2 separate regions of the Ctenopharyngodon idella genome follow, and region 1 is linked to region 2. The links are chromatin contacts, called in public Hi-C maps. All regions are on one chromosome and are shown on one strand. Each heading gives the region's core, a stretch centred on a gene start, on an enhancer-like site or on the middle of the called end of the contact. The rest is flanking DNA. Distances are from core to core; before and after follow the strand shown. Region 1 holds the start of zgc:162816. Region 2 holds the start of LOC127522218 (syntaxin-10).

Region 1 (3,606 bases), core at 100-2,599, 200 kb after region 2:
TTCTTTTATCTTTAAGAGTATGTATGCTTGCTATATTCAATTGTTCTTCAAAGTGTTCCAATGTGACAGGTCATGTTGACACATTTGTGGTTAGATATTGGACACCTGCCAAGTACTGCAGAAGCAATGTTTTTGGAATTAGATGCTCATTTGAACTTGATGTACCTTTGTATCAAAATATGTCCGTTTCTATTTCTACAGACATGTGATAATGCAAGACCTGCAAAATTCCCTTAAGGGTGTCAAAACAACACCTTATCTATTTTCATCTATCTTTGACATTGGACCAGTCACTCTGACCTAGCCGTTACACCAACTATGACATAATGGATAAATCTGTTTGACCTTTTCTCATTAGACCAAAACATAAGTTTGAGTGGGATGTAAGTTTTCCTATGCTTTTGGTATAAAACAGACTGGGTCTTTGATAGTTTAGCTTTTTCTTTGCCCTTTTGCTTCTCGCATCTCTTCTGCATCTTCTGCTTCTTCTCTTCTGCCTCTCATTTCATTCTGCAAATGTCTTAATTTTGTTCCTTCTTTCTCTATATTATGATCTTCATCTGTTAGATACAATACTCTAGATTTTATTATTAACTATTAATTACTTAATTTGTTTGTCTCTATAATTTGTTTAACTAATAAATTTGTTATTCCTTATTCAAATTTGATCTCTGACATAATCATTGCTGGACTGCCTGGATCTCATTTTCTCAAATTTTTGCATCACTACTACTTGACGTTCTACTGAACAGCTGATTTGCCGTAGTCGATAATACGTGACAGTTTAGATAAGTAAATGTTATGTTTTATGGTTATGTGGCATTTTAATTGTATCTGTATGTAATTTAATGCCAAAAGCAACCATTCTCTTGCTTTTATTTAAATGTAATTAATTTTTTTTCTATGTCAAATGATTAACTGATCCGTTGAGCCGTCCTCTGTTGTTGCTTAGCTTACACATTTTTGTGTTCTTTAGCTACGGCAGTTGACAGTTTACTTCCGGTCGACGTTGCAGTTCCATCAGCAGCTGTTGAATGGCTGCTGAAAATTCAGCCTTTCCATCATAGGAACAAATTACATTTTAAAATATGTTAAAATAGAAAACTCTTATTTTAAATTATAAAATATATTTCACAATCTTAAATGCAGACTTGTTTCAAAAACATACTTCTGAAAAATTGTATATGCCTAATATACGACTGGAATGTGAAATCATATCATAGAAGCATTACCACAACAGCCAGAATTGTCTGAAAAGATTGGAGGTGGAGAATTCATGTAGCCTTCAACTTTGCGCCACAGAACTCTACTCTCTTGAAAGACAACAAGGGATAAAGTGAAAACAGGCCTAAAGGTCTTTCCGATACTCTGACGCGGCTCTGGTAATTGAGGATTTTATCCAAGTGGGAGAAGAGGGATTAGTGTTAATGACTACATGCCTTAATTAGCCATTTTATTAACTGACTTCGAAATAATCCACTTTAATGAGCAACAAAAAGTTCATCTGGGACATTGGATTAGACATTGTTCAGTGTTCTTACACATTCAGCCAAACCAGTGCTACAAATGTGGAGGTATTTTAAAGATCTATCACCTGCATCAAAAAGCATAAGATATATTGTTATCTTTTATAACGACTTATGCAACAAAGACAATACAAATTATTATAAATACACAAAAGTAAAAAATAAACATACAAAATAATCCTGGCCTGTTCATCTAACAGTCTACACAATATTAATAATATAATAATTCATATTTTGTGATAGATTTTAATAGTTTGAAGTAGGAAGTGTTTTTGGGACGAGGGCAAAGCAATAACATCTAGGCCTATACATTAAGTTAATTAAAAAAAAAAAAAAGTAGCAAAAATAAACGATAATGGAAAAAAGGCGTCGAAATGTGTTAGTTTTAATAAAAAAATCAACCATATGGACAATATTTTTCCCTTGGTCCAAGAAACAATATATTTTCCCTAAATCTCGTCAGGAACTTTTAGGTTGAAAATTGCAGTTTGTCATATCTTTGGTCGCTGTGTTGATTCTGGCTTCACACTCTCACACTCATTGATCAGAATTTGAGTCACGGTTTATGGTGAGTCAAAGAAAATCTGAGATTTAAAGTTTATTATCAGTTTAACATCACTTTTTGACACGTGCAACTTTGATAAATCAATCTCTTGTTTACGCGATTTTTATTTATTTATTTATTTACAACTGTAATTAAATGCTTTAAGGAGTTGAGATTATATGATTTCAAAATTGTTACCTTTATGTTATCTGCACTATCCTGCATCTTGTTACAGCTCTGCAGGTTTCCATTTCCATTAAATGTGTTATGGTATCTTATTTGTTTTAGTTTTTGGATAATGGCCAGTGTTGAATTCATCAAAGACCTTTGTACTCCAGCGCTGGTTATTGACCTGGATAAAGTGAAAAGAAATGCTGAAGGCATGCGGGAGCGCTTCCAGAAGCTAGGGGTCCAGCTCCGTCCTCACATGAAAACACACAAAACACTGTAAGATTCTCCTGTCAACAACACCAGCCTCAACGCTCAAACATCTTGCTTGCAAAATAATATGAACTATAATTCACTGGTTACTAGTAATTTTGTTTCTAGTATTTAGACACTTAAAGGGATAGTTCACCCAAAAATGAAAATTCTGTCATCATTTACTCACTCTCATGTCATTCCAAACCTGTATGAATTTCTTTCTTCTGCTGAACACAAAAGAAGATATTGTGAAGAATGTTGGTAACCAAACAGTTAATGGTCCCCATTGACTTCCATGGTGTTTGTTTTCCCCAATGAATCATTAACTGTTTGGTTACCGACATTCTTCATAATATCTTGTGTTCAGCAGGAGAAAGAAACACATACATGTTTGGAACAACTTGAGAGTGAGAAAATATGACTGAATTTTCATTTTGTGGTGAACTATCCCTTTAAAGGCACTTAAAACATTTCAGTATCTTTTATTACATAACAAAATATCAAACCAAATGGCATTTATTTGAAAAAAAAAAATAGTACACTTTTCTCAAATAAAAGTTTTAAATGATTAAACAATAGATGCACTATTAAAAATGAAAACAAAATATTTGAACAAATGAACATTTTACCTCAAAATAAAAATTCTGATGTCATCATTAACTATTAAAACAACTTTTTATCACTTTTTTATTAAGGTACCATTTGTTAACATTACTTTACATGAGCTAACAATGAAAAATTATGTAATTTTTTTACATTTAATTATTTAATCATTGTTTTTTCATCATGAATGTCACGTCTGTTGTTTCCAGGGAATGTGCGGACATCATGACAGGAGGCTCTCGTCGTTGTATTGTGGTTTCTACTCTAGCTGAGGCGTCATTCTATGCTGATAATGGCTATGATGATATACTGTATGCATACCCACTGCCATTTGATAAAGTGGAGCGCTGTGCTGAGCTATCTGAGAGACTCTCTCTATTCCACATCGTAGTGGACAACCGCCTTGCCCTACAGGAACTGAAGAAGAGACCTCTGAAGCAGGGAAAAGTCTGGAAGGTGTGGATGAAACTGGATTGTGACAATGGGAGAGGTAACAATTCAAGAGGTTAT
Region 2 (3,187 bases), core at 471-2,970:
AAACAGAGTGTGGAGAGAGAGGAAGGCAGGAGACAGGAAGGAAAGGGTGACTGTATATGAGGTGGGGGAGGAAGTGAAGGAGAATAGTGTTACTAAAAGGAAAGGGAGGAGAGGGGACCAGACGTCAGGGATTTAACCCTATAGCTGGCATAAAAAGGCATACTTTAAATAGTTTAACACACCTTGCAAAAATTTATGTCACCCACCAACTTGTCTTTAGCCTAGCATATTTAATGCCCTGAGCCTCAAGCACAACTAGGCCAGTTACATAACCGAATTAATTATGAATCAGGTCAGGACTGCAACAAAGGTGTGCTAACAGCCCTGTTTTGGAAATGAGTGACAAACAATGCTAAAAATATGCCATTTCTACTTACTGAGAGAGTCACAGATGAGGTAATGCATCATGCAGCTGATTCAAAGAGGATCTGCTTTGTTTTCTCAATCAAGGTTATTTAAAGACATTATTGCATTAGTGCATTATTTCTCTGCAAAATTACACATTGTTGTTACATATTATCATTGTTAGGTTTTATTTTACATATAAGTCAGGAAAATGTGCTTTGGAAGCTTGTGCTTAAACATTAAGATGACTTAAACTTTTGATATTTTCTTTAACATAATAAAAATTGGGCCATTAGTCAGAGTTTGACTATAAGTATCCTATATATCAACATACATTCAATAAAGAATTTATATATTGCCTTTTTGGTCAGACACAGAGCTTTAGACACAGTGTGTGCTCTTTAGTCTAATTTTAATATAATATCTCATGAAATATAAAGCATGATTATCTGCTGGTTAATTAATGACTACTTAGAATGAATGCAATTTAATTATTTTATTTCATTTTTTTTCTCGACAGTTTTGTATAGCCAAATTATTATAACTGATGTCTTTCTTATGCAATAAATAAATAGGCTAAATAAAAAGCAACCATATTATTTAAAAAGACCATCTAATAACACTTTATTTGACAGTTTCCTGATGTAAGTACATGTACTTACCAGGGCAATAACAGTAATTTGCCCATAATTACACGAAACTAACCCTAAATTAAACCCAATGTAAGTACATGTTGTTATTTAATATTATTCAGTACTTATCATGTAATTACACTGTAACAAGGACACCTTAAAGGGTAAGTTCACCCAAAAATGAAAATTATGTCATTTATTACTCACCCTCATGTCGTTCTACACCCGTAAGACACAAATTAAGACATTTTTGATGAAATCCGATGGCTCAGTGAGGCCTCTATTGCCAGCAATGTCACTGAACCTCTCAAGATCCAGAAAGGTACTAAAGACATATTTAAAACAGTTAATGTGAGTTCAGTGGTTCAACCTTAATATTATAAAGCGACGAGAATAATTTTTGTGCACCAAAAAAAACAACAACAAAATAACAACTTTTCAACAATATCATCGGATTTTATCAAAAATATCTTAATTTGTGTTCCGAAGATGAACGAAGGTCTTACGGGTGTAGAACGACATGAGGGTGAATAATAAATTACATTATTTTCATTTTTGGGTGAACTAATCCTTTAAAATAGTGTAATCAGTTTTACGTGCTTACCATTTTTGATTAAATAAAGAGAATATCAAATGAAATGGTATATTTGTAATAAAAACATTCTAGTGGGCATCTGAATAATTTCAGTTAATGTTGGAACATGCTGTGGAATATGTTTGTTTTATATCTCAATAGTCATTGATACATACATAACGACCAGAGTAGCGCTAAGGGACTTTTATTTTGAAAACTTGTGCGTGCGTACACAATCCATCTTGCCGTTGACTTCACGTAGCTCCTAAACCAGAGGGGCTAATATGTCGATGGAAGATCCTTTTTTCGTGGTTAAAGGGTAAGAAAAGTTATCTTCCTCTTCCATGCCTTAATATCTGTCTTTCGTCTTTGTCTAAACGACGCGGGTTTGATATTGACAGGTTAAGTTAAGGGTTAGTGAAGCATCTTCTTCACTACCTGGAACCCCAGTTAATGTTAATATTATTAATGTTTCCATGTGACTTTACTAATAAACTGCCCTAATGAACAGAAATACAGATGTCTTTTTAGTTGCGTTTTAGTGATATGGAAGGTTAAATTAAGTCTAAAGAAGTCAGAGACATTTTATATTATGGCTTGTGTTGACTGGACTGTAAACACTGATTTATGTTGCATGTGTTTGTGTGTCTCTGCCATTCATTTAATGTACAGATACAAACCACAAATTAATCATACGTGCTCGTTGTTCAAGACATCACCCCAACATGACAGTAACTACCACTGGCATAGTACTTATGTAAAAGTTGTTTGCTACTGATAAACACCTTTCATTCCTTTCAAGTTGAAAGGTTTTGACAGTTTGCTCCTCTATCTGGCAGGGAGGTGCAGAAGGCCCTGTCCAAAGCACAGGGGCTGTTTGAGCGCTGGGAGGAGCTGCTACAGGAAGAAACCCCCGTCAGCCGTGATGAGCTGGACTGGAGCACCAATGAACTCCGAAACTGCCTCAGGGCCATCGACTGGGACCTAGAGGACCTGCATGAAACCATCAGTATCCTGCCATAAACCAAAGCCCCATGATGCCTTCAAATATCAGAATGACGATACCTTAAATACTGTGTTACTGACCTCAAACTTTTGGATGGTAATATATGTAAGCAGAACTTGTTATAATCCTTGACAGCATCAGGTATTGTGGAGGCAAACCCTGGAAAGTTCCGTTTAGGGGAACATGAACTCCAGGAGAGGCGGGACTTTGTGGAGCGAACACGGAATTCTGTGCAGGTGTCAATCACTGTCCTGTTCATATATATATATATATATATATGATTTAATTTTTTGGTGTAGTCTTATTGTTTTCATATGCATGAGTGTGTATCTGTGTGTAGCTGATGAAGGAGCAGCTCTCTAGTCCCTCAGCTGTGGCCCAAGCAGAGAAGAAAAACAAACAAGTGAGTGATTTATTCATTTATTCAATTAAAATAACTGTGAATGGATTCATATGGTCATGTTTGCTAGTGACAGTAGCACTGCGTTCATGTCTGACAGGCTCTGCTGGGGACCACAGCAAAGGATCGTTATGCCGGTCTGGAGCCTCACCTGGTGTCTGCAAACTCCAGATACATTCAGGAGCAACAGGAACAGCAGCAGGTAAAAGACAGGATGTCGAAACATTTCA

What was found. Hi-C and Micro-C count contacts between places; a contact is called where the count stands out from the background.
Region 1: a Hi-C map of muscle shows a contact between it and region 2, with 5 times the contacts expected there. The contact joins the promoter of zgc:162816 here to the promoter of LOC127522218 in region 2. A contact is called at or near these places in 2 of 2 Hi-C or Micro-C datasets (both in muscle).

What each region holds. Positions count from the first base shown.
Region 1 is chr11:24,106,333-24,109,938 of HZGC01, forward strand. zgc:162816 reads left to right here and starts at 1,350. Exons shown (of 6, transcript XM_051912786.1): 1 at 1,350-2,094; 2 at 2,359-2,517; 3 at 3,306-3,586. The coding sequence starts at 2,369.
Region 2 is chr11:23,901,711-23,904,897 of HZGC01, forward strand. It overlaps LOC127522218 (syntaxin-10), which reads left to right and starts at 1,721. Exons shown (of 8, transcript XM_051911912.1): 1 at 1,721-1,870; 2 at 2,391-2,560; 3 at 2,699-2,793; 4 at 2,898-2,960; 5 at 3,058-3,159. The coding sequence starts at 1,836.